4 separate regions of the Mus musculus genome follow, and all the other regions are linked to region 1. Evidence: chromatin contacts called from public Hi-C and HiChIP or PLAC-seq data. All regions are on one chromosome and are shown on one strand. Each heading gives the region's core, a stretch centred on a gene start, on an enhancer-like site or on the middle of the called end of the contact. The rest is flanking DNA. Distances are from core to core; before and after follow the strand shown.

What was found. A called contact is a pair of places that touch in the nucleus more often than the background predicts. HiChIP or PLAC-seq counts read pairs in DNA pulled down with a chosen protein or histone mark.
Region 2: a contact with region 1 is called in an HNF4G HiChIP or PLAC-seq map of pancreatic cancer cells. The contact joins two enhancer-like sites. A contact is called at or near these places in 3 of 115 datasets of contacts at active chromatin or transcription factors (differentiating embryonic stem cells, embryonic stem cells and pancreatic cancer cells) and 1 of 9 other capture datasets (embryonic stem cells).
Region 3: a Hi-C map of muscle stem cells shows a contact between it and region 1, with 2.4 times the contacts expected there. The contact joins two enhancer-like sites. A contact is called at or near these places in 1 of 15 datasets of contacts at CTCF or cohesin (the NIH/3T3 cell line), 1 of 484 Hi-C or Micro-C datasets (muscle stem cells) and 2 of 115 datasets of contacts at active chromatin or transcription factors (embryonic stem cells and regulatory T cell precursor).
Region 4: a contact with region 1 is called in a FOXA1 HiChIP or PLAC-seq map of pancreatic cancer cells. The contact joins two enhancer-like sites. A contact is called at or near these places in 1 of 15 datasets of contacts at CTCF or cohesin (the NIH/3T3 cell line), 2 of 484 Hi-C or Micro-C datasets (the C2C12 cell line and muscle stem cells), 4 of 115 datasets of contacts at active chromatin or transcription factors (astrocytes, embryonic stem cells, fibro-adipogenic progenitors and 1 more) and 1 of 9 other capture datasets (embryonic stem cells).

Annotation. Positions count from the first base shown.
Region 1 is chr16:93,004,160-93,009,220 of GRCm38.p6, reverse strand. No RefSeq gene overlaps it. Among named protein-coding and RNA genes, the nearest start is that of Gm41499, 50 kb to the right of the region's middle. Within about 2 kb of position 2,425, at least 58 of the 459 cell types and tissues checked have an H3K27ac peak or open chromatin away from gene starts, as enhancers often do. A contact at or near this core is called in the C2C12 cell line, astrocytes, muscle stem cells and 1 more, where this site is marked.
Region 2 is chr16:92,580,620-92,585,587 of GRCm38.p6, reverse strand. Gm30224 (predicted gene, 30224) reads left to right here. Exons shown (of 3, transcript NR_168718.1): 3 at 623-2,179. Among named protein-coding and RNA genes, the nearest start is that of Gm30224, 13 kb to the left of the region's middle. Within about 2 kb of position 3,522, at least 35 of the 459 cell types and tissues checked have an H3K27ac peak or open chromatin away from gene starts, as enhancers often do. A contact at or near this core is called in pancreatic cancer cells, where this site is marked.
Region 3 is chr16:92,738,100-92,742,640 of GRCm38.p6, reverse strand. All of the region lies in intron 2 of Runx1 (runt related transcription factor 1), which reads left to right. Among named protein-coding and RNA genes, the nearest start is that of Gm30281, 22 kb to the left of the region's middle. Within about 2 kb of position 2,125, at least 21 of the 459 cell types and tissues checked have an H3K27ac peak or open chromatin away from gene starts, as enhancers often do. A contact at or near this core is called in muscle stem cells, where this site is marked.
Region 4 is chr16:92,608,314-92,612,630 of GRCm38.p6, reverse strand. The region is part of intron 7 of Runx1 (runt related transcription factor 1); the gene reads left to right. Among named protein-coding and RNA genes, the nearest start is that of Gm30224, 14 kb to the right of the region's middle. Within about 2 kb of position 2,945, at least 135 of the 459 cell types and tissues checked have an H3K27ac peak or open chromatin away from gene starts, as enhancers often do. A contact at or near this core is called in the C2C12 cell line, astrocytes, muscle stem cells and 1 more, where this site is marked.

The DNA of each region.
Region 1 (5,061 bases), core at 1,176-3,675:
TTAGCATTACTCATGAGTGACCAAGTGACATTATTCATGAGTGACCTGCAGTTTCAGCCTCCGTATATGTTTAGTACTAAGGCCTGCTTCCTTTCGTAGTGGCCCCCCTTTGTGCCCCAACCTTGTCTTTGAAGAAAGTCCCTTTTGTTAGCATCCAATCTACAGATAAAATTAAGCAAACTCTTAATTATACCAAAATCTAGATTTGCCATACCTACAAATAACTGTTGATTTGTAGCATTCTGGTGAAATTATTATTTGTTCATTAGTCTTTCAAACACTCTTACATATGAACTGGGAAATCACAGAGCAAATTACTAGTTAGTTTTAGGGTCCTAAATTGAACCATTTCTTTTTAATTAAAAAAAAATATTTGTAGCAAGTCTTCTCAGGATTAAAACTACCAGCCACCACCACCCCCCAACCATAATGAATATATTCTCAAATCTCAATTGGTGGTATTAGGATTGTGTATGTTCATTCATTTAATAGCATGAATTAATCTAACATTTGAAGAACAAGTGATCTTGACTTTGAACACTCGGTGAGTTGGAATAAATAGCTTAGAGTTGAACAAGCTCATGAACAACCAACAGCCTTGCATGTTTACTGCTAGGGAAATGAATGGTAAATGCTGAAACTTTAATGGATACTCAGAGAATCTACATGGTGTGTGTGTGTGTGTGTGTGTGTGTGTGTGTGTGTGTGTGAGAGAGAGAGAGAGAGAGAGAGAGAGAGAGAGAGAGAGAGAGAGAGAGAGAGAGAGAGGGCAAGTGTGGCAAGTGTGTGTATGTGCATGTGTGGTTGGGTGTGTAAGTGAGTATGTGTATGTAGGGTTGGCACCCCGTAGATTGGGATACTGTGGAAGCTTTGGACATTGAGTCTGGTGGCATATGTAAGGTTGCAGGGTGGAGCTCATGAGGGTTGCTTGACTCTGCTTCCAGCCCTAGCTCCCTGCTTCCTGCTGTGTGAGCTTGCACCTCAATCTTCGATCACCTACCAGGCCAGTCTGTCCAGCGTGCCTCTGGTGTGGTGGACTGTCTCTGACGGCCTGAGCTGAACCTCTCCTCTATTCAGTTGCTCCTAACAAGTGTTTTGTGGCAGCCACATGAAAAGCTAAGACAAAAATAGAGGACTCTGTTTTTCTTTATTGTCCTCTAAGATTTCCTTTCAAGAAAGGAAATAGAGAACGTGCAGATCAGATCTTCACAAATCAAAGTGTCTTCTCTCTCCCATGTATCTACTCTCCCACCTTCAAGTAAGGACTGGATCCCAGATACAGTACAGTGGATTCGTGACCTATGAACTGTCTGCCATCCCTGCAGTGTCTCTGGTGATGGAAGAGATTTTTCTCTTTAATGTCTGCCTGTGTTAATGCATAGGAAGATGCACACAATGATCACAGACTTCCCATCCAGTGAAGCCCTGTGACCCTGTAAGTGTTTAGCCTTTAACAGACCCCTGGGCTGTGTGCCCAGCTCTGACACTGTTCACGTTTACAGAGTCAATTCAATTTCACTTGTTAATATTGGTTACCATCATTCTAGATTGAAAAGCAGCTTTCCAGAGCATTGCTCTGAACTTCAGAAGCCCAAATAGCTCTAGCAGGCGTCTGGCACTTCCCACCTCCCCCATATTGTTCCTGGACCATCCATTTGAAATCCATTTGAATCAGGGTTTCTCTCTCTCTCTCTGTCTCTCTGTCTCTGTCTCTCTGTCTCTGTCTCTCTGTCTCTGTCTCTCTCTCTCTCTCTCTCTCTCTCTCTCTCTCTCTCTCTCTCTCTCCATTTCATTACAAATTCCTGTATCCAGGGATCATGTCTAATGTTTCTCAAATATCCTGGTTAATGTGTAGGCCAGAAACTTGTTCAATTGAAGCCTCTTAAAAGTTGTTGATGGAGTTAAAAATGAACTTCAAATGTGAAAAACGTTTCCAGAGCAAGGGAAATATTCACTGTTGTGTTTGGAAAACGGGATGGGTAAGTTTAAAAGCATGACGATCAGACAGGCTCCTTGAGGGAGGTAAATTTTTAGATACCATGAAATCCCATATGAGATCGCACCCAACTTCCTTAGGCAAACAGTAAGCGACAGAAAGAAAGAAAGGGACAAACTGGGTTTATTTGACCTTGCCATTTGATTTCCAAGGAATTCAAAGCCATCGAGGGGTAAAGATAGCTAGCTGTCTGTCTTTCTTGACTGGGTTTGTGCTTTTCTCTTTCTCCCTAACCCTGCCTCTGACTCCATTTTTTGAAAATTAGCCAGACAACGGCCGCATTTCCAGTTACTGGATGAGTTCAGAGCCAAGCAGCTGTTCAGAAACATCCAAGTGGGCAGCAAATGGCGCTGATGGAGTTAAAGGCGGTGACTCACACGGGACATTCTCAGCAGGTCAGCTGGAACTCCCTGCTGGGCAGGGAATGCAGCCCCCTGGGGCAGGTGCCAAGCCCAGGAGCAGAGCCCGGGATGACAGCAGCAACTCACCACACAGTGGCCTCCGCTCGGTCGCTTCCCTGTTCTCAGTTTTCATGATTTTTTTTTTATAAGGTGAATTTTTTTCTAACGCAATCCTGAAGTGTGATGGGAAAAACAGGCCGGGCAGCTGTTGACTGTTTGAAACAACAGAGGGGAGGCTGGGTCCCTTGGACCGGCTCCACACACGCTGCCTCGCCAGCTTTCCTGATCATTTTCTCATAGAAAATTATGGGTCAAGAGCTCGATCCTGCGCGCTCCTCATGCCAGTCAGTCGCTCGCTCAGCGAAGGTGAGGCTTGCAGGAGCCCAGAGGGGCTTGCTCATCTAGAAATATATTTCTACAAAAGATTATAATTTTACAAGGTGACTCAATCAAACAACAATAAAGACCACGGGTAGGCTAGGGGAAGAGGGGAAAGCACACTTGAGTTTGTGAGCTTATATAACAGCACTACCATGAAGGGCACTAAAGAATATAAAAATGGCATCCTAGATGTTTATTATTAAACATAATTGTTCAGGGAGGGAGGGACTTAATTACTTCAACAAATTCAATTGTGACTCAATCCTCCACTTCACTTTTTGTCTATTTTTCTTTAAATAGCTTTCAAAGGCTTTTAAAGGTAAATATCTTTAATTTGTTCCTTGCAGGTGGGTGATGGCTCAGCAAAGAAGAAACAATCTTTTTTTTTTTTTCTTTTCCTGTCATTAACAATTATCAGATTCAAATTCCATTCCTCTGCTATCTAGGCACAGGATTCCCAGTGCACTGGGATTGTGATCCTGATGGCCAATTTGTGTCCCCTATAATCAAGTTCATTTTGTGATAAGCTCCCAAATATTAACTCTGAAAGAGCAGAAAGGTAGAACTTTAAAAAAAAAATGAAACAATGATTTATTTCCTTAAATAAAATGTTTAAAGTTGTGTTTGGCCAATTAGATGAGCATTTATCAACCATCGAGTTCACAGGGAGCTCAGAGACAGGAAACAGCTTTCTGAGGGCTCTTCTTCTTCTGAGAAAACGGATTCAGAGTTCAAAAGAGAGTAGTCTGGCCGCCTGTTTTATAGAGCCCAAAGAGGAACATGGGAGGGGAAATTTCCCAAGAACAGACATGGTGTCAGTGTTGCCTGCCCGATGTCTAGCTGGTGGTAGACGATTAATAAATACCGGCAGAATTGATCTTGGCCGGGGGGTGGGGGGTGGGGTGGGGGGGGGAGTGGGGGGGAGTGGACGGAAGAGGAGGAGCATCCTTTCTTTTTGGCAAAAGAAAGAACAGATTAGTCATTGAGATTCTGCAGAAGGGATGGGGCTCAGGGTGGTTTAAATCTCAGTTCCAAAAGTCAGGAGAGAGGACGGGAGCACACCGAGTGAGCATCCTGTGAATAAGTCTTTTTCAGCCAGAGTTGGTTGGGTTCATTTCTGGGTATGGCAGCCAAGACCAACCAGAGGCTCCCAAGAGAAAAGCCAGACAGAAAGGCGAGGTTTGAGATTTTCTCTCCCGGTTGCATCTACCAGGTCTTCATGTATTAATTACCATGTTCCTTCCACACCAACCTCTGAGAGCATCTGGGATGAAATGCCAAATTAAAAGAGGGAGGGGAAGCTATAATCAGGGATTATTGTATGAGAAAAGAGTCTATTTTTTAAAATGTGGAAATCAGGACAGGAATACTCCCAGGACACTTTTATGGTGGGGATGAGCCTTTCTGTCCTTGATCCTGCCAAGAGTCAGGCTCACTGTTTACCCACCGTCTATGACAGTCCACTGGGGATGGCACTGCTTAAGGGATTCCTAGATTGAGTGTGTGTGTGTGTGTGTGTGTGTGTGTGTGTACATGTATGTAAACTGGGGTGTATGTGTGTGGTGTGTGTAGTGTGTGTGTGAGCATGTGTGTATGTGTGTGAGTGTGTGTATGTGTGTATGTGTGATATTTATATATATGTATGCGGGTATATATGTGCGTGAATATGTATGTGTCTTGTGTGTTTATGTGTAAGTGTGTCTGTTTGTCTGTCTGTGTGTGTGTACAGAGGGGGGTACTGAAAATGAACTGGTAAAGTTTTCACTACCTAACAATTCTTTGTATGATTTCATTTTTCTTTCAAGCAAGCCTTTAGTTTGCAGCACTTATTCACCTTCTAAAATAGTCTAATTAAAAGAAATAACTAATATCCAGCAATATCCATCTGAATTCTACTGCTGCTCATCACGGTGCAGCAGTGACTGACTAGCTAGCCTTCTCTGACGAGTTGTATGCATATACACACTCATGCCCGTGTATTTATGTATACGTGCACACATATAGGCATTCAAATACTCTGAGCATAAAAGTAGGGTGGATTTATCATAAGCTATCAATATGCTGGCTGGCATTGCTTAAAAATTGCTAAACCTGATGGCTTGTTTCACTGGCTTATTTCCATAGAAAATGAGACCAGAATCTCCTCCATGGAAATCAGCGAGGTGGTGGTGGTGGTGGTGGTGGTGGTGGTGGTATTTGTTACATCTACATTAAGTGTCTGAAGTCATTTTTTTAGGAGCAGCCTGTTTCCCCGTGGCACTTCCCACAATGCAAACAGGCAGA
Region 2 (4,968 bases), core at 2,273-4,772, 420 kb after region 1:
TGAGCCCACATGAGCGCTGCTTAGCTGATTCTGTGAGCCCATATGAGCGCTGCTTAGCTGATTCTGTGGGTCGCGTTCTTGGCCCCTCTGGCTCTTCATCCTTCCTCTCTCTTCTGTGGTTAAAGTAAATTTCTTTATGATTTATTACCAGTAATTATTTTATTTGTATACTCATTTTATATACCCATATACCTGGAGTCATATGTCTCCTAGGCTAGAGCTGGAGTAGAGCAAGGTTGGCAGAATGCTTGCCTGGCATTCTGAAGTCCTGTGTTCAACCTCAAGTGTTTTGTGAATCAGGCGTGGGGGTACAGGCCCATAATCCCAGCCCTCTGCATGTCCAAGCAGGAGGATGAGAAGTTCAAGGTCATCTTGGGCTATATGAGACTGTATCTCAAAAACAAAAAACTCCTCTGAAAATGAAGCCCAGGTGGATAAAGCCTAAGAGACCCTGAGGTGGATTTTGCCTTCATCAAGTCCTAGAAAGAGAACAAAGCCAAAGTCCATGAAGAAGAAGACAGAGCATGGAGTGCTGGTCATGTGGAGCTAGGGTGTGATGGGACCTGGGAGACCTGGTTCAACTGTCACTCACGTTCTTCCTCTCTGTGTCTCTGATTCACAGGTCAGCACCAGGCAGCTTCACTTTCCCTTGATCATCCTCCTGTATCTGTTGGTTGAGCTTGTGAGTCTTCTCCTAGTCACACCAGAACTCTCAGCCAACCGCTATCCATGTGTACGTCGTGTGGGATCGGAGCCTCTCTCCTCGTGGACAGATTCCATTGATTGTTCTCCAGTGTGAGCCACAGATCGCTTGGGAGAGCACACTCATCGAACCTGCTTCCTGGCCGCATCATTCAGACATCTCTGCACAGAGCAGGAAGCTGTCCTCTGGCACTGTGTGAGCCTGCGGTGTGCTGTCAGTGCTGAACTGTGCGTCTCCGGCTGGTTGCTGTTGGGCCTGTTCCAGAAACACATCCTCAAGGCTCACTACCAGCCCTGCCTTCTCCAAGAGTGCTCTCTGAGCATCCTTCCCAGGGCAGTCTCTCACGTCTGGACCACAGCTTGACATTTGACTTGTATGTCTTTACTCTCTCTGAATTCCACCAAGTGTCAGCTCCATGGGGGCAGAGACTGTGTCATATTCATTTGAACATCAAGATAGAATTATAGAGTCATCGTTTCTACAGTTTTTTTTTAAGAGCAATCAAAGACATGCCAGTGTGTTGGTTGGTTTTTGCTTGTTTGTTTTCGTCTACTTGACACAAGCCAGGATCACGTGGGAAGAGATAGCTTCAGTTGAGAAAGGACTGTATCAGGCTGGCCTGTAGGCGAGTCTGTGGGGCATTTCCCTGATTAACGATTGCCACGGAAAGGCCCAGCCTTCTGTGGGTGGTGCCGGCTCTGAGCAGGTTGTCCTAGGCTGTATAAGAAAGGTTGTTGAACCACGCAGGGGAAGGAGGTAACATCCCTCCAGCCTCTCTACTTCAGTTCCAGCCTTAAGTGCCTGCCCTGGCTTCCCTGGTAGAATAACCCCCCTGCTTTTGGTCATGGTGTTTTATCACAATAGCAGAAGGCAAACTAAAACTGTCACCAAGGAAAGGACAAAGTGGATTCTGACTCTCTAAGTGGTACAGTCGCAGTAGTGGGAAGGGATACACGAGATACAGGACACAGAAAGCAGTCGTGTTTGCAGCTCCTGGGTCCCAACACAGCCCTCTGGTTCTCATACAAAGGCCCACGCATGTTGCTAGGGTTAAGACGTGGCCCATCCCCTTAAGGTTCATGTGGCAAGAGTTTTGTCTCAAGTGTGGTGGTGTCAAGGTCCTAGACCCTTTCAAAGGTGGCCTGGAGGAAGGGCCGTAGGTAAAGAGGCGTCTGCCCTTAGCAGAAATGAGTGATTTTCTTACAGGGCTGTGTTGGGTCTCTGTGAGAGCTAGTCATTATGAGGTGAGGCCATGCCCTATGCCTGACCCCTTCTGCATGGGACCACGCTCTCTTCTGCTTCTCCACCGTGTTACAGTGTAGCCAGGAGGGTCCTCAGCAGATGCTGTTACCATGCTGAATGCACATTGCAGCCACCAGCATGATGAACCAAATTCAACGTCTTTTCTTTGTATTTTGATATCTTGTTCTAGTAATACAAAATAGACTAAGGAGGGAATTAAATGGTTTTTTATTATTGTTTTGTTAGTTTGCTTTTGGGGGGATGGGGAATATATATATATATATATATATATATATAGAGAGAGAGAGAGAGAGAGAGAGAGAAGATGTCTCTATGTAGCCCATGCTAACTTTGAACTAGTGACCCTCTTACCTCTACCTCCCAAGTGCTGGGATTACAGGTGTGCACCACCACATATGGCCAGGAGTTGAGGCTTGGAATTTGCAAGAGGAGAGCTCAACTTTAGAATAGCTATCCCAGTGAATCGGCCCCAGATCAGGAACATCCTGTAGGAAGGACCAACCCCAGCACCCTGCTCACCCTTGATCTGGGCTTGCATGAGCTCTGCCCAAATTGAGGGATGAAAATCCAAATACAAAAAGCCCTGTGAGTCCCAGGGGCTTATCCCAGAGGCAAGCTCCTTAGAGGCTATCCACCTTGTCACGCTTGCAGGGGTTTTGAGAAGTGTTAAATGTCGGTAGCTTGAGTTTGTCATGATTTGCTTGTGTTGGTGAGATTGGCTGATGCTTCCGACCCAGACCTCTCTGCACACCTCTCCATTAACCAGCACAGCCCGTTGTTAGGCACTGACCTCACACCGATGCCTGCCTCCTACCTCAGCTGAGCCCAAAGAACCTTGCCGATTTGCTTCTCTGCGATGTGGACAGTTGATTAGAGAAGTGGCAACCTGAGATAGCACTGGCAAACCTCACAGAGCATTAAGACTTGTCCTTACTCCTGGAATAAGCATGCGGGGGGGGGGGGGAGGAGAAAACTAAAAGGACAAAGGCACAGAACAGGGTTGGTGAACGGAAATCTCAAAAGGTTCTTGACACCAAAGCCTCTCTCCGGGTTACAACTCTGGCCAGGTTCCTCAAAGCCCTCTTCCCTACTAGAGCTCAGCTTTCACCATAAAAGCTGAAACAACTGCTAACATAGTCTCTAGTCATTCATGGCCACATCCCTAATGTGTCTCTGCCCACACCAAATGCCTGCCTTGGGAAGCTCAAGGCTGACAGTAAATTTACTCTTTGTAGCAGCCAACATTTGAAGATAGGGCCCAGTCCCCAGCACCTGTGAGAGGGAAGAGCCCAGCTTCAGTAGTTGCCAGCTACGGGGCACAGCTGGTCTAATCACAGGCACACTGACCCTTTGAAGCTTCTCAATTCCCAGACTCCGCCGAGCCCCCCTCGGCTCCCTCCCACTCCCTCACTCTCTCTTATGTAGAGCCACATCTGTGCGACTCAAGCATGCTCGTCTCACCCTGGGCTCTGCGTTCTTGCAATGGTCACTACTGATGGAACTCTCTCTGAGCCGCCTTAAGGTCTGGCGATGACTATCATAATCACTATTCGAAGTCGCTAAACAAAAGGGGCCAGGGTAAGGCTTTGGCATGACACCAAGGCTGTGGTTAAGACAAGCTTGCGTACCATAGATTGAGAAGACGGAAGAACAGAAATATGAGGAGGAGAGGGGTGTGGCTAAGTGCTGCTTGCTTTACAGTGGGTCCCGTGGCTGTGGGGACCCATAGCTCTGCAGGCCCTGTAGGCGCTGTAACCGCTAATGCACAGGAGTTAGGAGTGTGCTCTCTGACACTATAGCTCCAGCTCTACCTGACAGCATCCCTGCTTCATGTAACCCCTGGTTCCTAGAGTTTGTTCAGTCCTTAGGAAAGTATGTCCAGCCTATAGATCTCCTTTGCTTTCCCCATACTGTCTTTGGATGCCAGCATGCACAGTTGGTCAACAGCCTTTGGATCAGGACTTGGACTCCTGTGACATCACCACCCATGTCTTGGCTTCTTTGGTAATCCGGGATGTAGAATTAGTGTCTGCTTTGCCTGTGACAGTATGACACCTAAAGGGTTAATCCATCCAAAATGCTGGCAAGAAGCAAGGGTCAGGTGTGATTCAGGGCCCCTCCTTTCCAAGCTAAGAGAAGACCTTTCTCTGCTTGGGAGGAAGGGTCTGTTGCTTGGCCAATGGACTGGACATTCCAAAGGTCACCCTAAACTTCGGGGTTGGGCCACTAAGCCCTCAGGCCCCAGCCTGTTCCATCTATATCCCCAATCCGGGCCAGCCCTGTGCCCTGCCCCCTGCTCGGCTGGATCAGATTAGCAGGAGAGAGGTGCTTACAAGATTGCTCCACTTGGCTCTCCAGCAATTAATTAAGAGCCGTCTGAGAGCCTCCAAAGGCGCATGCAAGCTCCAGCAAGATGGGGCACACATGGCTCAGTCCAAAATATTTGTTGTGTTTTTCCCCTAGCTGGGGAACCGGTTCTTACCTGTTCCCTGGACTGATGAGATTTTAAAGCTATTCACTCTCGATGCCAGCTGTGAGCAGCCTGCTGGTCTTAAGGAAGGCGCAGGTATCAGCTATGAACCACTCTGATGGTCATAAGGAAGGTGGGGAAGAGGCTAGAAACGTCACGGCTACACAACCGAGCAATGAGTAGTGTTATCTGGGGGCTGTGCATTATGGTCAGCAGGCTGCTCCACACATTGGGGCATTGGCCCCAGAATGGCCGACAAGGAGGACTGTTTTGACACGATGGCAGCTTTGTGGCCCTAGAAGCTTTGGGATCAGTGGCCCCCCTCATAGCAATTAGGTCTTAGGTATTAGGGAATCAGATGGTCTCAAGTCCTGTCAACTTTGAGGCATGATCTATGTTCTGCCATCCCCTGACATTACAGTCCGTTGGCTGAAGGCACAGCCAAGTGTCAGTCAGTGAACTTGCTCAAAAGAGGCAGAGGGGAGGGTCTGGGAGATGGCTCAGCTGAGGAAGCCCTCACTGTGACCTCCAG
Region 3 (4,541 bases), core at 876-3,375, 270 kb after region 1:
GTAAATGAGCTCACAGTGAGATCCCTGAAATGCTAGCAAGTTTCACACTCCTAGGACAAAAAGACCTGGTGTCTTCTCTCCACTGATTTAGGATGTAGAGACCCGTTCAAGAATTTGGTGCAAGCTGTTTATAATTATAATCCCTATCTTAAGGTTACCACATGCCTGAATTTATTGTCCTTAGACATACAAGAATATGGACATTGTCCTGTCAAAGAAAATCAACTTTTAAAATCATCATAATTATTCCTCTTGTACTATTTTACTCTTCCTGTGCGTTTATGACTTGGTTTGAGAAATTCTAGATGTTGATGACGAATGTAAAACTCATTTAACTGGGACACTAAAGAACTAATGAATGCTTGCCACTTGGTAGACCACAGGCAATCCTTTACTGATGGTCCAAGAATTCTGGGCTTGTCCTTCTATAGAAGCTGGCATTATTAACTTGCCTCATAAATCATTAATGGTTCTCTGTTCTACTGACAGCTCCCATTCCACAAGGTTCTCAATAGCCACCTTCGGGCATCCTTCCACAGCTCCACAGCCCGTGCCCATCCCCTGGACGCGCAAAGCAAGAGCACTTGGCATTAACTGTATGCTGAAAGATGCTAACACTATTTTTTGACACTGTAAAGAATCCAGAAAACATAATGAAGTTGAAGCATTGCTCTCTCATTGCTGCTGATTTCTCTTTAAACTCAAAACAAAAGCAAATATTAAAGAGAGAGGCATAGCTCGGTTAAGTTGCACAACTGCTGGCCTAGTCTGAAAGCACTTCTCTGGGAAGAAGACTTTAAAAAAAAAAAACAATAGAAACAAAACCTGGAAACAGAGTGATCCAAAGATCATAGAACTTGAAATGTTCCAGAATTTTCAAAAAACACCCGTGTAGAATTTGTTTCGGGTCTAGCATCCCTGTGATGTGTAGCTCTGCTTCCAAAGGCTGTTGTTCTTGCAGATGTGTTCTGAGACACTGCTGAGCAGATGATAAACCCTGCCAGCCAGCCCCTCTTATGGCCCAGAGAATCCTTGGTGCCTTTGTTATAAAGCTCAACTCCTTGGTGCACAAGGCTGAACTCTGGGGCCCAGCTGCTGTCGGTTTGAGGTGCCTGACATGGGGACAGGAGCCTTCTATGTCTTTCGACTCCAGCACGGCAGCTGTACTTCAGTTTGGTGGGGCACATCCTCTCTTACACGTTTCCTGCTATGAAAGGGGGTACCCTTGCCACATGTGTCACAGCAGGCAGGATGATCTTCACCAACAGAGGCCATTCGGTGTCCAATTCGGCCGTAGATAAAGCCATGAGTGAGCATGCAAGAAGGAAACTGAGGCAGGAGGATAAAGTCGGGTCATCAGATGCTTTGTCTACTCCGTAGCTTGGAGAGAAGGGAAGTGTATTCATTGACCGCAGCTAAATGATGAGTTACCTTATTTAATGAGTGATTCCTTTGGGTGATGATCTTATAGAAATGCATAAGGTCCATTAGGGTTCTCACTATAGGTCACCATTTACATATTTATCTGAAGCATCAAATGATCATGAGTTAGTTCTGATCTACTCAAACAGTCCACCTGTAGACCTTTGGTGAAGACAGCATTCAGAGTATGGAATGTGTTTTCAGAGGAATCGAATCTAGACAAAAAGAACTCAGAATTACTCTGGCCAGGAGGGTATGTACAGCTTCTTTTGGTCTCGTTGTTTGGCCAGATAAGCAGTGAAACCGGCACCATGCTTCCTGGGGCGATCATCTGGCTGTCTCTTTAAGGGTTGTCATCAGGAAGCCTTTCCATTTGGCACTTTGGGCCAAGACGTAGTGAGACATTATTATTAAATGCTAATATCGAATGCACACACCAAAAAAAAAAATGTGTTGAGAGGAAAGAGGGTAGCATTTGCTTTAGAGATTTTAATGAAGGGCTGAGTTTCCACCCTCTTGTTTAAACAAGGTCTATTCAGCATTTGACAGATGTGGTATTTGGCAGGTCAGAAGGATGCCCGCGTATAGGAAAGCATTCATTTCCAAGAATCAAAGACAAGGAGAGTGAATTCGGAGCAGAGACAAAATTGAGAGGAGATAAACAAAGCCGGTCTCGCTGGAGCCTCAGCAAGATGTCAGGCTAGGAGAACTCAGGCTCAAGAGGGAAGAAACTGATTCCAACTTCTCCTTCTAATGAGAACTAATTTAGCCCTAAATTAGAAACAGGAATAGTTGAGATAAATATTAAGTTCTGAGAGAGGACTTGCCGACTTTTCTGTTTTGATAGAGATGAGAAAGGGACCAAGGTTTATTCCCTCAGAAACACAGTTGGTGGGAGACTATTTCAGAATAAAGTCACACGTGCGGTCTCATCTGTCCTGGCGTGACGAGCTTTTCAGCGTGAATACCGCCTCTGACTCATGGCTTACTAATTGATCCTGCTCATCAAAACCGTGACTTTAGAGACTGTGAGTCTCTGGAGCAGAGCCTTGTAGAGCTGAAATGCGGGCTGCCTGCAGGGTGTGAGGCCTCAGCAGCTCATGACTGCAGAGCTGAGATGTTTGGGAAAGGCATGGAAAGAAGGAGGCGCTTAGTCTGACCCCTAATTTCTCTGAGACTGTGGCAGCGTCCGTGAGCCAAACTGGGTGCAACTCTTGTGAAAGGAAGTAAAACCCCCAGCTGGTATTTTCTACAGAAAAATAAGAGAGAGATGGAAGGGGGTGGCCGAGTTATCAGGACCTTTTCTCCTTCCCGCACCCAGGGAGTAGCTCATGACTCTCCTTTCTGTTTGTTCTCGGGCCTTCTCAGCAGCCAGTGGTCAAACTGGACACTAAGAAAAAAAATTAATCCACACAGAGCCCATTTTTCAGATTTGTTAAACTGAGGAAAACGATTCTTTCCATGAGATAGGTTGATCTGAAGTCTAAAGTGACTGCGGAGAGGTAAGCTCTCTCAGGTGTGCCCAGGGCTCGGAACATTGACACTGGAGAACAAAAGAGAAATGAATGGATTAAGTTACTGCTGGGTTTTCAGAGACATCCCAGGGACCACCATTTACAGAGAATTTCAGCACAACAATAGATTATTGTGTTTTTTTTTTTTTTATTTTGGTTTGGTTTGGGTTTTTTTTTTTTTTTTTTTTTTTTTTTTTTTTTTTTGCCTACAGCCACCCTGTTACAATGGCACATTACCAGGTCCATTTGTGTTTTTAAAATATTACAGTAACAGCAACAGCAACAATAATAAAGCCTAATTGTTTGAGTCTTCAGAAAAGACTGCTTGAAAGGAAGAATGGTGCATTAGTCAGCCTACAGAATAAATGATAACCTGCCCTTTGATTCAATGAGTCTTTATTAGGTGACAAAGATTGGGTCCATGTGTGTGTGATGCGGTGCGCCTTGGGCTAGGCCTCTGTCTGAGACACCGCACGCCTAGGTCAGGGCACAATAGGACCCTTTGTCTCTGCTCCAGGCAGGATTTTTTTTTTAAGGAAAGAAGAAGAAGAAACAGAGAATCCACTTCAGCCTTTAAATCAAATTTACCTTCTGCCCCCTTCTCCCCAATAAAACACCATAAATAGCCTGGATGAAGGTGGAACTTCTAAACTGACAAGCACTTCTATGAAAATTCTGAAGATATTCTATGCTCCGCTAAAATCTGAGACATCTGAGGGCTTTAGAATCCAGTGCTGACTCTCCTGCCCACCTGTCAGACATTAGCAAGCATCACATACCCTCAACGCATTTGCTCTGACAATATCTCTTGTGACGTTGAGACATTTCGACCAGTCCAGGGTCCCGACAGTTCTGTCTCCCTCCCACTGGAGCACTGGCACACCACACCTGGACAGCTCACCTCCTCTGTAGAGTCCACAGCCTCTCAGCACAAACGCCTTCCACGGGAGGGAAAGCCGACCCTGTTTCCATTTAAATGTGAGAACATCTGTTGCCCAGGAGATGGGTTTGCTACCAGGCACTACTGTTAGATTCCTCGCCAGCGAGTCTGATGCCTTCATGTGGTTTCTGTTTGCTTCTTTAAACAGTTAATTATGTTTTATTCTTTCTTCTATAAAAGCTAAATTTAGCCAAGTTTTATACTAATTTAAAACATTTTCTGGAAATGACAGAAGGCCATTGTTTAAAAGGCAGCGGAGAGGCAGAGTTCTGGATGGCTGTCTCACAGGAGCAGGGCGTGGGCGTGGGGGGATGATCGTGGCAGCCTGTGGCTTCGAGGCTCAAATTTTATTTGATGTATGTGGACAAATAGCGATCAGGTCGTAAATCAGTTTACACTGCTACTCACATATGTATCATGACTCGGAAGACAGGAAAGGGTGGTTTCCCAGCCCTTGCCCGCCATGTTATTCTCTTCGTGTGGTTGGAGCCGAAAAGCTGTGCGCTTGAAGGTTAGCAAAGACTGTCATGTTGACCTGCTGCTACCAAGAACATTGATGTTTGTGGGAGCATCCATCATCCTTAACCTCTGAGTCTCATCGGAAGCATTAACACATGGATGGGACACTGGCTCCCCTGGGAACACCCTGTTCCACGGTCCCCATC
Region 4 (4,317 bases), core at 1,696-4,195, 400 kb after region 1:
TCCCCAGCAACCATACTGACATTTGGGCTGTATCATGTTTTGTTGTGGGAACAGGGGACTGGCCTATGTGCCAAACAATAGATAGATGACCCTTGACCTCCAGATGTCAGTAGTAAATGGCCCTGTCTGTCCATCAGAAATATCTCCAAGGCTGGGGACCAGCTCAGTGGGCAAAGCCCTTATCTTGCAAACATGAGGACCAGGTATTAAGGCAAAGTGCAGTGGCACAGGCTGCTAGTACCATCACTAGGACATGGAGACATGTGAGTATCCAGACTAGTTGAATTAGAAAGCTTCAGGCTTGGGAGAGACCCTGCCTCAAAAAGCCAAGTTAGATGGCTGCTGAGGAACACACACACGCACACGCATGAGTCTGCACTCGAGGGTACTCATCAATGAACACTCAGAATGCTCCCACTCACCCCTTACAAACACAAACCCACAGAAAATGTTGCTGGACATTGTCACTTGTCTCAGCTGGGGGCATTGAGAACTTCTAGCTTCAACTAGGCCTTGGTGCTGGACTGAAATGCCAAAGCCAGCTCACTCCCATTTTCACCTGACTGGAGGCCGTCAGTGCCAGCACCTCCCTGGCAGCTGACGGTCTCCAGAATTAAGAGGGTGACATAGAAATGCTGGCATTTGTTCAGCTGGCTGTGTGTAAAAGCCTGTCCCCTCGGGGACACAGTGTGATTCCAGCAGCACCTGTCGACATTCAGACTCCCCCCCCCCCCCCCCCGAGACAATTCTGTCCATTGGCCACAGCCTCCATCTGAAATACTGTTTTCCTTGGAAATGTCCCCAGTGTGGACTTGCCCATTGAAATTTATTACATAAGTCCTTTAGCTTGGTCACCATCCAAAACGGGCACCTGGGGCCAGCTCCTCCGGCTGACCGGTGATCACATGTAAGAGTGGCTTTTAACACTCTCTGAGGATGGCGTACACAGGGATGATCCGTTTGGCCGTATCCACGTCCCTTCCTCCCTTCAACTCCCCATACCGTCTCCCTCAGAACTTCATGTCCTTTAAGGTTTTGTGTGTGTGTGTGTGTGTGTGTGTGTGTGTGTGTGTGTGTTTATTAGTCGAGTGCAGGGATGTGTGTGTGTGTGTATGTTTATTAGTTGAGTGCAGGGAGTGCCACCCATATACACATAGGACTAGGGACATTCACTACCACAATCTATCCGCAGCCACTGTCACACAAAGTAAAGTAAGTATCAGGTCTAATTCACGGCTATATGATCCGGACTTCAACAATACAAGCTAGAAGGAAAGGTATTTATTTAATAGTACAGGAAAGAGAGGGGGGAAGAGAGAGAGAGAGAGAGAGAGAGAGAGAGAGAGAGAGTTCGCCAGGACCCAAAAGTGACCCTCTGCTGCCCAGTAGGGAAGACCAGAGAATGACAAACAACTGGCATAGAGTGAGCCTCAACTTGGCAAAACTCCCTCTAGAAACCAAGCCCCGAGCACAGGCCTCAAAAGCCTGTAATGTGTTCTCATAAACCTGGGCCAGAGAGGGTAGGTAGGGTCCCTGAAAGGAAGAGGCTGTCAGGCCCACAGCTTGTCAGCCGAACTTGACCCCTCTGTGGCTGATGTGCCTTCTAATCCCACCAGTGACAGCTTCGAGTTCTGGGCTTTCAGCCTCCCCCAGCCCGACCTGCCTAGCTGCTCAGCACACACACATGCGTTCTCAGCAGACGGGCCCTGTCTGTCTCTGTCCCTTGCAGACAGACAGACTCCACACCTTGTCTGAAAGGAGCTGCCACGTGAAGGTTTATCTTTCCTCCTCATTTCTCTTCTTCCTTTATTTTACCCTCTTCCTTTTCTTTTGGTTAATTAATGTCTAGCTGCCAACCTGGGCGACAGACAGCGCATACTAATCTGAGTCACGCAGGAGAGCCTTTTAAGGCGGTCATTATCTGCTCAGGTTGTTTAATCCTTTGGGGGCAGTGGGAGGGGCCTGGGGTGGGACCTCTTTCATCCACATCAAGCTTTAGAGCCAAGACTCTGCGCTCTGTCAAGGTAGAGACTTAGCACCATAGAGGGAGAGACACTGCCAGTGAAAGTGGCTGAACCTTCTAATCCTCACACTTCCTACTTTTAAAGTCTCCCCATGAATGGGAGAGGGGGCAGTTGTCACCTGAATTGAGTGGGTGGGGGCGGCGTGCACCGGACTAGCCAAAAGAATAGAGGAGCCGTAGTTGGGTGATGTATAAATTCTGTGTGACTGCTGATGTGTAAGGAAAGAGGTTAGACAGGATTTAAAAATGAAAACACGGGGAGCTGGTGAGGTAGCTCAGTGGTTAGGAACCTTTGTTGCTCTTCCCAGGCCCCCCACATTAGCCCGCTCACAGCTGCCCATAACTCCAACTCGAGGGCATCTCTCTCCTTCCTCCAGTGTCTGCAAGCACACACACACACACACACACACACACACACACACACACACACACACATGCGCGCGAGCACCTAACTAAAAATAAAATAGCTGTAAATGAGAACACGTATTCGAATAGAGCACTTGAATTTGAACATATCTAAAAGGCCCATGTCTTTTTTATTACAGAGCGTATACAAAGCGAGACAGGGAGGGATGGAAGGAGAAGGGGAGGAGGGAGAGAGAACCTGACCTCTCGTAGAAAGACGCCACACTATCTCAGATCTTCCACATACTCTGCCCCCAGCAGCTGAGACTGTAACATTACTCCTGCGCTTATGCCCATGACAAATCACGGACTCACTCGGGATTCCGGTAACGTGGTACCATTACCACATTACCATGTAAGAACTGGGACAGACTGGCAGAGCATGTTCAGACACGGCTCTGAAACGTGGTGACCTCTCCTTCATTTTTTTCCAGTGGATTCACCTTTTTTGTCTCAGGACAAATGAAGCAAGAGGGATAATGGGCAGAGTCACTTGTTTGTGTCCAGTGTATTGCATCAGATGACAACAGGCCGATTGTGTGTGTGCCTAATGCTCTCCCTCCTGCCTCGGCTTCTCCCTAGACTGTATAAATCTAACTGGAAAAAAAAAATGGAGTAGAGCTTCCTGTTAACTCTCAAGCATGTCATGGCTCTCTGTAAGCAAAACAAGTGACACAGAGTTTGCTCATAGAGGTCCCCGGTGAGGGCGCAGAGATGAACCCTGAGGAATGAGGTGTGGCCTGCTGGCTGGAGGAGAGGCTAGAGGGCAGCCTACCAGGGCAGCCTACCAGAGCCACTGTTGGTTTACAGCCTTTGCCTGCCCACATGTCTGACTTGCTTTGAAAAGATTAACAGGAGTGTTTGTTTGAAAGTCAGACTCCTGGTTTCCTCATTAGTAGAGGGATTTGCTGCAGACTTGGGCTGTGCTTATAAACTCTAATTACCTCTCTGATGAGGAGTCTATTTCTCTCACATTCAGCCCAAATGTACACAAGAGTTCCTTTTGTAAAATCGTGTTAGAGCAATAAAAGATTATTGAGAGGGGGTGGAGGGGGAGAGGGAGAAACAAGAACACAAGCCCGAGCTCTCCGTGCTGAAATAATAGGCTTGGAACAGAAAGAAGTTGATCACAGCCCATGCCTTCCAAAAAAAAAAAAAGATTAATCCACCCGGGTAGCTTTCCTTTCAAAGGAAGCTTTTCGATCCCCTCAAGTTTCTCTCTAGCAGGCTCAACTCTGTACCTGAATTTGAGAATTTAACATTTTGAACACTTAGTTCGTGCCTCTGCCCTGTGTTGTTGCTGCTGCTGAGCCGTGCTGGTGCGAACAGTATAGTCGCAGCCTGCCCTCCTCTGACTGACAGACACAAGCTACCCGAAACACCGTCCTAACTCACTGTGGCAGCTGGTGGGCGGATGTGCATCCCTTCCTAACCATTCTCAGTTATTTCGCAATGTCTGGAGATTCTTTTGGATGTCAAAGTAGCGGGCAGGGGGTCGGCAGGGAGGCCACTAGAGGCATCTTGTGGGTAAAGAAGGAAGATGCCACCAAACAGTTATCAGTCTCCAAACACCCGCTAGACATAATACAGCCCAAAGATGCCAGCAGTGGCACTTTTGGCAAGGGAACCCTCCTGTCCCTCCTGTCCCCTGGTCTGCCTCAAAGGCAGCATGCACACGTGCCAAGTGCAGAGGGAGCCGGTGAAGCAAGGGCAGTCTGTAGAACTGTAAATTCAAAATGAATCTTGTAAAGAAAGTCTGTCATTTCTGGACAAAACAAGTTTTGCTATCCATTTGTGTTAGAAGCTAGTGAGTGACACAGCAGCTGGAGCCATGACTCAGTGGTTTAGAGCATGCACTGCTCTGGGGGATGTTGGCACCCACTTCTAGC